2 separate regions of the Mus musculus genome follow, and region 1 is linked to region 2. A link is a contact called in public Hi-C data. All regions are on one chromosome and are shown on one strand. The core of a region is the stretch at or near the end of the contact, and the rest is flanking DNA. Distances in the headings are between cores, read along the strand shown. Region 1 overlaps Enox1 (ecto-NOX disulfide-thiol exchanger 1). Region 2 has its middle 20 kb from the start of Enox1.

Region 1 (4,014 bases), core at 489-2,988, 490 kb after region 2:
TAAGTCCCACAGTGAGTCTTTCCTGGGTCTCCAGTGTCTGTGTCCCAAAACCCTGGATTTCCACCTGGGCTGCCTTGAGTCTGCATAGCTTAAGGCAGTTGTATACATTCCCATTGCCCAGAATTACTTTAAGAATTTTAAATATCTCATTATATTATTATATACACTATACTAGACTATTGTTTAATGCTATATCAGATCAGACTTGGGAAAAGAATCATGACTGAGAGATTTTAAATGGCACAATAGAAAGTTCTCAGAATAGTTGCCAAGTGATTAAAAACACTTACAAAATGGCATATGTGAACAACTCCAAATACATGCTTATATATGCATTATGTTCACAATTTATATGCTATGAGGAGATCTATAGGGAAATGGGTGAAAATATTTAGTATCTGTAAAAGATTACAATTTGTTTTTTTTTCTTTATAAATGATTTTTGTTCTTTCCTCTTTGTGTACTCTGAAAATGACTATGAGAGGCACGTGTGTTACATTAATAATACTGTAATGAATATTGACTTTTACATTATGAATCACAAAAAAGTTAACCAGGTATCAGGCTCAGTACTGGACCCAGCAAACTGTTTTTAAGTCCATTCTAACAAAAATAACTGTTCAGGAAGTTGTCACCATCCCTCGTCTGCTTGAGTGCTATTTCCTTGGAGAGTCTACTATCTGGGTGTAGGCAGAAAGAAGAAATGATTTGAAGAAATGCTAGGGGTGGATGAAACACACACACACACACACACACACACACACACACACACACACACACACACAGAGTCACCGCCAGTGCTCTGTCTCCTAAGTCTCTGGAGCAATAACGGGAAAAGGAAGGCTACTCTGAGCTCTGAGCATGCGCGAACCCTCAATGGCGGACCTGAGCTGCCATCCTCATCCTCTTCGGCTGCCCTTTGATTTCTCATCTTTTTTCCCCCGCCCCCAGGGCCCGGGAGAGCCCACAAGGCCATCAGTGTATTGATTCAACATCTAATTTCAGGGCTTATTGAAGTGCCTCTCCCTGTCTCCCTGCTCCCAGGGTTTTTCTTTATGAGATATGCCTCTAAATATATCTTAAAAATAAAAGTCTGAGGGAGAACACACGTGGCAATATCAATCTTACTGCAGTTCCCACACTCAGGGCAGGCTGGCGCTGGAGGAGGTCTTGAGAGCAATATGTTTCCCTTCTCCCCAATATTCTGAATCTAATAAGGACCAAATATTGAGTCTTTGTGCCCCCAATAATAAGCTGAATTGTTTAATAAATATAAGAAGTCAATAATGGATCTTGTTGAGTTACTGTAATTATGAGTCGTGAGGTGAAATCTGATCTATTTGGCCTAGTCTTTGCAGGGCAAGACATGAGCTTTCTTTCTTGTCGTAGTGACTTACTGACCAGTTTCTATCTTATCTTCATACCGGATTCTTCTAGTATGGTTTGTGTAATTCTGGAAACCACGCCTTTCCCTGGCCTCAGCTCCTTGCCTCTGTGAATTATCTTACGCATTGTCACAATACAAAGCAGTGACAGATTTAACAACATTTACTGAATCCTTACAGTGTGTCTGGGACCAGGGCTTTTGTCTGGAAGTGCCAGATTAAAGGGGAAATTACTAACGTCGTCTTATAAGACTAATTAAGACTCGGTCCCTGAAGTGAAAGTATTGCTCATAAATTCTAGAAAATCTTTACAGCCTGTTGTCAGTCCTCCCTTCCCTAGGAGAGAATCCACACAGTTGTGCTTTGCTGTGCAGTCACAGTTACTACCAAAAGCCAGCCGAGAAACGGGGAGCAATGAGAGAGTCTGAAAAATGTTTGCTCAACTCAACTTTGTGAACACCAGAGAAACCTTTGTGGGCATTTAAGCTGATACAGGGCGGGCCCTCCTGAGAAGGGAGAGCCTCTCACCCTTGTGCCCACTACAGGGTCCTTTTCTCTCCAGGTGCCCCAGCATTGTTTACAGTGGGCTTATTGGACAGATAAGAAACTACAACTAAGAACTAATTTCTTATCTCTCAGAGGGACATTTTAAATCTTCATCTTGAGCCAAAGATGATGAAAGCAAAGACTATGATTTTCATATACTTCACAATATTTTTATATTTTTCAGATAAGGACCCTGAGATCTCAGGGACATTTCATGATTTGTCCCAAGTCTGATGTCTGAGAATTGGTATCAGGCTTCCAACCCCCTCCCCCAACTCTGTCTGTATAAGTGTACATCTTGTGCGTGCCCTTACTCGCCAGCAAAGCAGACTCCACAACAGGATCCTTCTGCACACGTTTATTGGGAGAGCTTGATTGCAGAGGCGAAGAGACCCCAAGCCCAGAACTGGTGCTGCTTATATAGGCCTAGGAGAGGCATGTCTCACACCCGGATTGGTTATGCATGGGTTATGCTTACCACCTCATTTGCATGTCTCACATCTGATTGGTTAACTTCTTTCTCATCTGATTGGTTAACTTATCTCTCATCTGATTGGTTAACTTGTCTCTCATCTGATTGGTTAATTCTCAAAACCTCTTCTTGGCAAAAAACTTTACTGCCTATGTATGTGTGGTGGCCAGCGCCACCCTGCAACGGCACATGTGGCTTCCCACATGTACACATAGAGGCCGGAGGACAACCTTGGCAGTTGGTCCTCAGGCATCATCCATTTTGGTTTGTTTGCCCCTCACCTCCACCCTCCACTGGCATAAACCTCACCCAGTATGCCGGGCTGGTTGGCTAGCCAGAGAGGTCCAAGGATTTAACCATCTATGTCTCCCCATGTGTAGGGGTCACAGGCATGCAGTGAAATACCTCTCTGTTTGCTTGTTTTAACATAGGTTCTCAGAGATAAAAACTCAGGGCCTCATGTTCACAAGGCAAGCCCTTTCTTTACCTCCTGAGCTTTCGTCCTGCCCCTCCACCTTTCCATCTCTGACCCACTAGTGCCTCTCTCCTTCACAGAGTCCATGTCACCTGCACTCCAGTAGCGACAGGGACGGCAGTATAGGCGGGGTGTACAGAGAATGATGGCATTTCTCTCACATCCACTGCTCCTCAGAAGTACGAGGCAGTCCCCCAGACTACTTCCCCTCTTTTCTGTGGCATTCCGCTTTCCTAACTGTGTATCAGAGGCTCCATATGTAACTCCGCGGGGTTGAATGAATGAGCTGTCCTTTCAGGTCATTAAATCCTGAGCAAACAGGGGAAGGTAAAGGACGAAGCTGACAAAGAACAGCGAGGTTGAAATGAGAGGTAGGGTAAAATTACCACAGATGAAAAATACATCTATAGTTGATTTTTTTTTTAAATTTTTTGAGGGGGGGGAGTGTGAAAGTTGCTAGGTCCTTGGGCTTTTCAAATAGAAATTAACATTTAAATTAGACTCTTTCTTTCAGCCCCTGCCATGTAACATTTAGGCTCCTAAGGAATATTCTAATTGATGCCGGATCATCAGCCCTGTGTTAACAAAGCCCTTTATAGAAGCTCTCCACAGCACTTTCTCTTGTGTTCAATAAGAAGCCGAGTAACAAGAGAGGGCCTCCTCCAAGGAATTCTTTTAACCTCTCAGAAACAAAATATTTCATGCTAATTCCTGCTTAATTGGAAGGAAGTCTTTTTTTTTTCCTTTTTTTTTTTTTTTTTTTTTTTTTTTTTTGTAAAAAGAATACCATTGATTGGGTTTGAAGCCTGTTCCACTTCTGACCTCTTTATTTTAATCAAGGTCACCTAATAAACTTGCCCAAACAGCTCTAGTTCTCAATTAAAAAAAATAAAGTAGCACACTTTAAAAGCATTTAGTGTGTGATTAATTGTGCTGAACTGGGGATTCAGCACTCGCAAGGGCCTTTGTGGGGAGAGTGGAACATTAGTATCTGAAAAATTATACCCATCAGAAACTCAAAAAAAAAAAAAAAAAAAACCCACCTGTCTGGGTGAGGATTCAGGGAAAGTTGTTATCATACCCAATAGGAAAAGAGTTTTAATGCCTGAACTACTCTGTTCAATGGAAGAAAGGCA
Region 2 (4,029 bases), core at 621-3,120:
AACTTTGGAGCAGGGAATGAGGCCTATAACAGACCCAAACTTCTTTCGTTTTGAAGTCCTAAAACATGCAAAGTAAGTATTACGAGATGGTTAAAAAAAAATGTGAAGTTTTCACATAATATCAAATGGCAGTCAATGGATTTACACTACCTCTAGAATACAAAAAGAAATAGTGAGGAGTTTTGCTTTTGATAAATGATTGAACAAAACCTGTCAGGGTACATCCTCTACCCCGAAATATGCAGCAGGTCACACATAATGACAGCGTGGCCCTGAATCACAAAGCCTCTGATAGTTGGTAGGTTGTAAGAGACCTCAATAATTCATTGAGGAATCTATTCAGCACCCCAGATCTCCAGGTTTCCTCACAGAGAAGATGGGGTGTAGTTTGGCTCAGGCCTACTGCGGAATGGCTTCAGATGATGGTTGTGATGAGGAGGGAAGGGGGTACGAAGGCATCCCAGGGCAGCACCTGTAGTTCAGAGGAGCAATGCGTATGGAAAGAGGCCACACACTCTCTACAGACAAAAATCAGTGAGCTATGACTGTCTCATCTATGTTTGGTGACTGTTTCCCCCCCATCACTTGGACATATTTCAGATGGCTTTCCCAGCATTACTGGCCATTTTGAATCACAGTTCTAGTATATCTTTATAGAATTCTAAATATAACTCGGACTCTCCCTTTCTTTCAGTTAAGGGTTGACCCTATGATTTGTTGGGCTGTGAAGAGTGGGGACTGAAAAACTCTTCCTAACTGCTGTCCTCTAAATCCCAGCTTCAGGCATCACCAGGCTCCTCCCACCTCATTGGAGGGGGAAGGCTGGGATTTCAAAAGCAAGGGCCCATTCACTTAACTTGTGTTGTTTATAGATCTGTCTGGAAGGTCATAAGAGCGTTGCCTCTCTCCTCCCCTCTGCATGGTTAGGTGTTTTCCCCATGGCCACTTCCCAGCTCCCTTGGCTCCTCCTCTGCCCTGGTGATGCTGCACAGATTTCCAGCCCAAGACTTTTTATTTCAGCCCCTGCGGGTTATTGGCTCCCCTCTAGTACACACTTGGTACTAGAAGAGTCTCAGACCAGTGACACATTCGCTGGCCTACATTGCCATAGTTGTAGAACAACTTGATTTCCACTGTCTATTAAGAAGCGGAAGAAGGAGTTTTCTTTTTCCTCGTCATCTTCCTTTCCATTACAAGTGTGTGTATCTAAGGCTGGCCTGGGACTCTTTATGTAGCAAAGGATGACCTTGACTCTGAATTCTCTTAACTCCATCTCCCAAGTGCTGGGATTCCAGGCATGTACAATCAACTTATTAGAGCCAGGCAGGGATCAATCAATCCCCAATATGTTATGCACACTTAATGAACACCAAACCGAGTGTCATTCTTAACCTTGAAGGGATGTTTTTAGCCAGTTTGTAACCTTAAAAATTATGAGAGCCAATGAAGAAATTCTAGTTTTTCACTCAGGTGCTTAAGTATTTTTGTTTGTTTCTTTTTGTGGCACTAGGGACTGAACACATGCCTAAACAATAGCTCTGCCACTGAGCTGTGTCCAAGTCTTTTTTATATATTTAAATTAGAGGACAGGGTCTAGGTTGCCTACACTGACCTTGTATTCCCCCTGTAGCTTATGCTCTTCTTGAACTTGGGATCCTTCGACCTCAGCCTCCAGAACGGTCAGAATTACAAGGCAACACCACTGGGCCCCTCTTAGAATTTTCTCTGTGGGGTAGAGAGAAATGGCTTCCTCTCCCCTCTCATCCTAAGCTGACTCTTTCCTCCTCCTTTCCTGCACACCCCCTCCCCCATTTATTTCCTGTCATTTCATCAGAAGTCTGAAAATTTCAAGTCACTGTTAGTTACTAATTGTCACCAAGCTGGCTCTGCTCATCAGGTATGTTCTAGGCTTTCCCTTGTCCCCGAAATGGCTGCAGAAGATCATTATGCTTTGACAGCTACTTCCTTTCTCTTGATCTTCTAAGTTAATTTAGAAGCCAGCAAGGAAGCCCTTTGTTCTGCTCTGGGGGGAGGGGGGAATCTGGGCATTTATCCAATATTAATAACCTTGGTAAAGGAGCAGGGATCCACACCTAAAAGCATATGATGCTACCGTGTCACTGCCGTCCACTTTATCTCTCAAGTGCTGCTGGGTCAAAGGCAAAGAGCAAAGAGAAGGAACCTACACAAAGGAGCCTGCTAATTAAAAAGAAAGCGGCGTGGTTGGGGGCCTCTTGCGAATCCCTCACCTGTGCCTCCTGTCTTTTCCTCTTTCTGACTTATCAAATCTTTTTGTTATTTTTTTTTTCAGTTACACGTCTGAATCTTTAGCGTGGCAACAAAATTTAAACCTAGCAAATTCTGATAAAATTATTAAAAAAAAAAATAGAAAGGGATTTAAAAAAAATAAAGCAGATGAAAGAAGTGGCTGTCCTTAGCTTGCACAAGTATACGTTAGGATGGTGAAATGGTTTCCTATCATTTTAGGTCAGTAGTGGATTTGTCTCTCCAAGACACATCCTTCAGTTAGTTAGGAATTCTTTTACAATTGTGCACACAGTTCCCTGTGTACATGTACCCCATGTGCCAGTGAAACTGGGAAATAACAATGTCCATTCTTTAAATGGTTCAAAAACACATTTTAAACCAATTATGCATTCCATACTCGCTAATTTTTCCTGATAAGCTAGATGTTAGACATGTAGATTTTATGTTATTATCATTCCCATTGATTACCGACCAAGATATTAGTGTTCTAGTCGTGTTGAATGCAATTGAGCCATTTCAAATTATATAGGAGGGTACTCTTTCTTAATGTGAGTCATTTTATCCTAATGAAGTCCATTATACACACATTTATTTGCCATTCCCATATACCCCAGACACTTTGTGTACCAAGCAAGATATAGCAGTAGGCTGAGAGTTATCCCACATTATTGTAGTCGGTGGCAATTCACATCTAAAATCCTGGCAACAGAGCAAAGCGGGCAGTAACCCAGTTTGATACAGTCATTGGCCTCATCATGGGCTGGGCAGGACATCTGAGTGGGGAGAAAGGCTCTAAATTCTGCCTAAGTTACATTCCCCTAAAAAAAAAAATCACATCTCCTAACTTTGATTCTACCAACAGTAGATGTTGACTGAAATGCTTTGGAAGACAGGGGACGTGGGCAGAAAGTCTCAAGGTTGTGTTTTAGCAGAACTATTTCACATCAGTTTATAATTTATACAGTAACTAGGCAAGTTTGTTAACTTGTTTTGGGAAACTCAAACCTTGAAACTTTAAAGTAGCCAAGGTCTCTAGTTATTTCCAGAAGATATCAGAAGTAGGTCAGAGTATAAGCTTATTGTACATTGTGTTTATGTAATTTATTTTATTTTATTTCAGGAAGTCTATATCCCTGTTTTCTTGATTTTTGTAAATAACTGAACTCATATGCATTAATTTTTAACCTGCAAACCTTCACCTGGGATTGTAGGCCAAGTGTGAGGAGAAAGGCAAAGCAGGATCCCTTAGCAGAGCACAGTATAAATCAGAAAGCCGAGGGTTCTCCATGTCTCCTGACATTTGGATCACCTAGGAACATGTTTAAAACATTAAGTCCTTGGCAATGTTACAGGCCAAATGACTCAAACTGGCTTAGGGAACCGGAGCACGGCCATTTTACAAAGTCATGTTTCTAATGCATAGCTAGAGTGGAGATCCACTGGACCAGATCCACTGGCCATGTAGAAGAAGGCATGGCTATGACTTTGAGACACTCTGAAGAATGGGTGGAACATGTTCAGAGAATGAGATTGACTGTCAGGTCTCTATAAGGGAAAGCCTGCTGGCCCATCCTGAGTAGTAGAAGAGGCTGCTGGATCTCCAAGTCAGAAAGGCTTGGTCTGGGGAGTGACTGCGCCTGCCACCTGAGACATTTCCCATCTGTGACTCTGCAGTGACAAATCTTCAGAAGATACAAAAGTCCTACATGTGTCTAACTTATTACTTTGCACTGTTTCCAGGACTTTCATTATGCATTAACA

Evidence for each region. A called contact is a pair of places that touch in the nucleus more often than the background predicts.
Region 1: a contact with region 2 is called in a Hi-C map of the N1E-115 cell line, with 7 times the contacts expected there. The contact joins two enhancer-like sites. A contact is called at or near these places in 1 of 15 datasets of contacts at CTCF or cohesin (the NIH/3T3 cell line), 7 of 484 Hi-C or Micro-C datasets (the HL-1 cell line, the N1E-115 cell line, brain and 4 more), 2 of 115 datasets of contacts at active chromatin or transcription factors (embryonic basal ganglia and embryonic stem cells) and 1 of 9 other capture datasets (embryonic stem cells).

Annotation. Positions count from the first base shown.
Region 1 is chr14:77,623,808-77,627,821 of GRCm38.p6, forward strand. The region is part of intron 13 of Enox1 (ecto-NOX disulfide-thiol exchanger 1); the gene reads left to right. Among named protein-coding and RNA genes, the nearest start is that of Gm52115, 29 kb to the left of the region's middle. Within about 2 kb of position 1,739, at least 16 of the 459 cell types and tissues checked have an H3K27ac peak or open chromatin away from gene starts, as enhancers often do. A contact at or near this core is called in the N1E-115 cell line, where this site is marked.
Region 2 is chr14:77,135,086-77,139,114 of GRCm38.p6, forward strand. No RefSeq gene overlaps it. Among named protein-coding and RNA genes, the nearest start is that of Enox1, 20 kb to the right of the region's middle. Within about 2 kb of position 1,871, at least 2 of the 459 cell types and tissues checked have an H3K27ac peak or open chromatin away from gene starts, as enhancers often do. A contact at or near this core is called in the N1E-115 cell line, where this site is marked.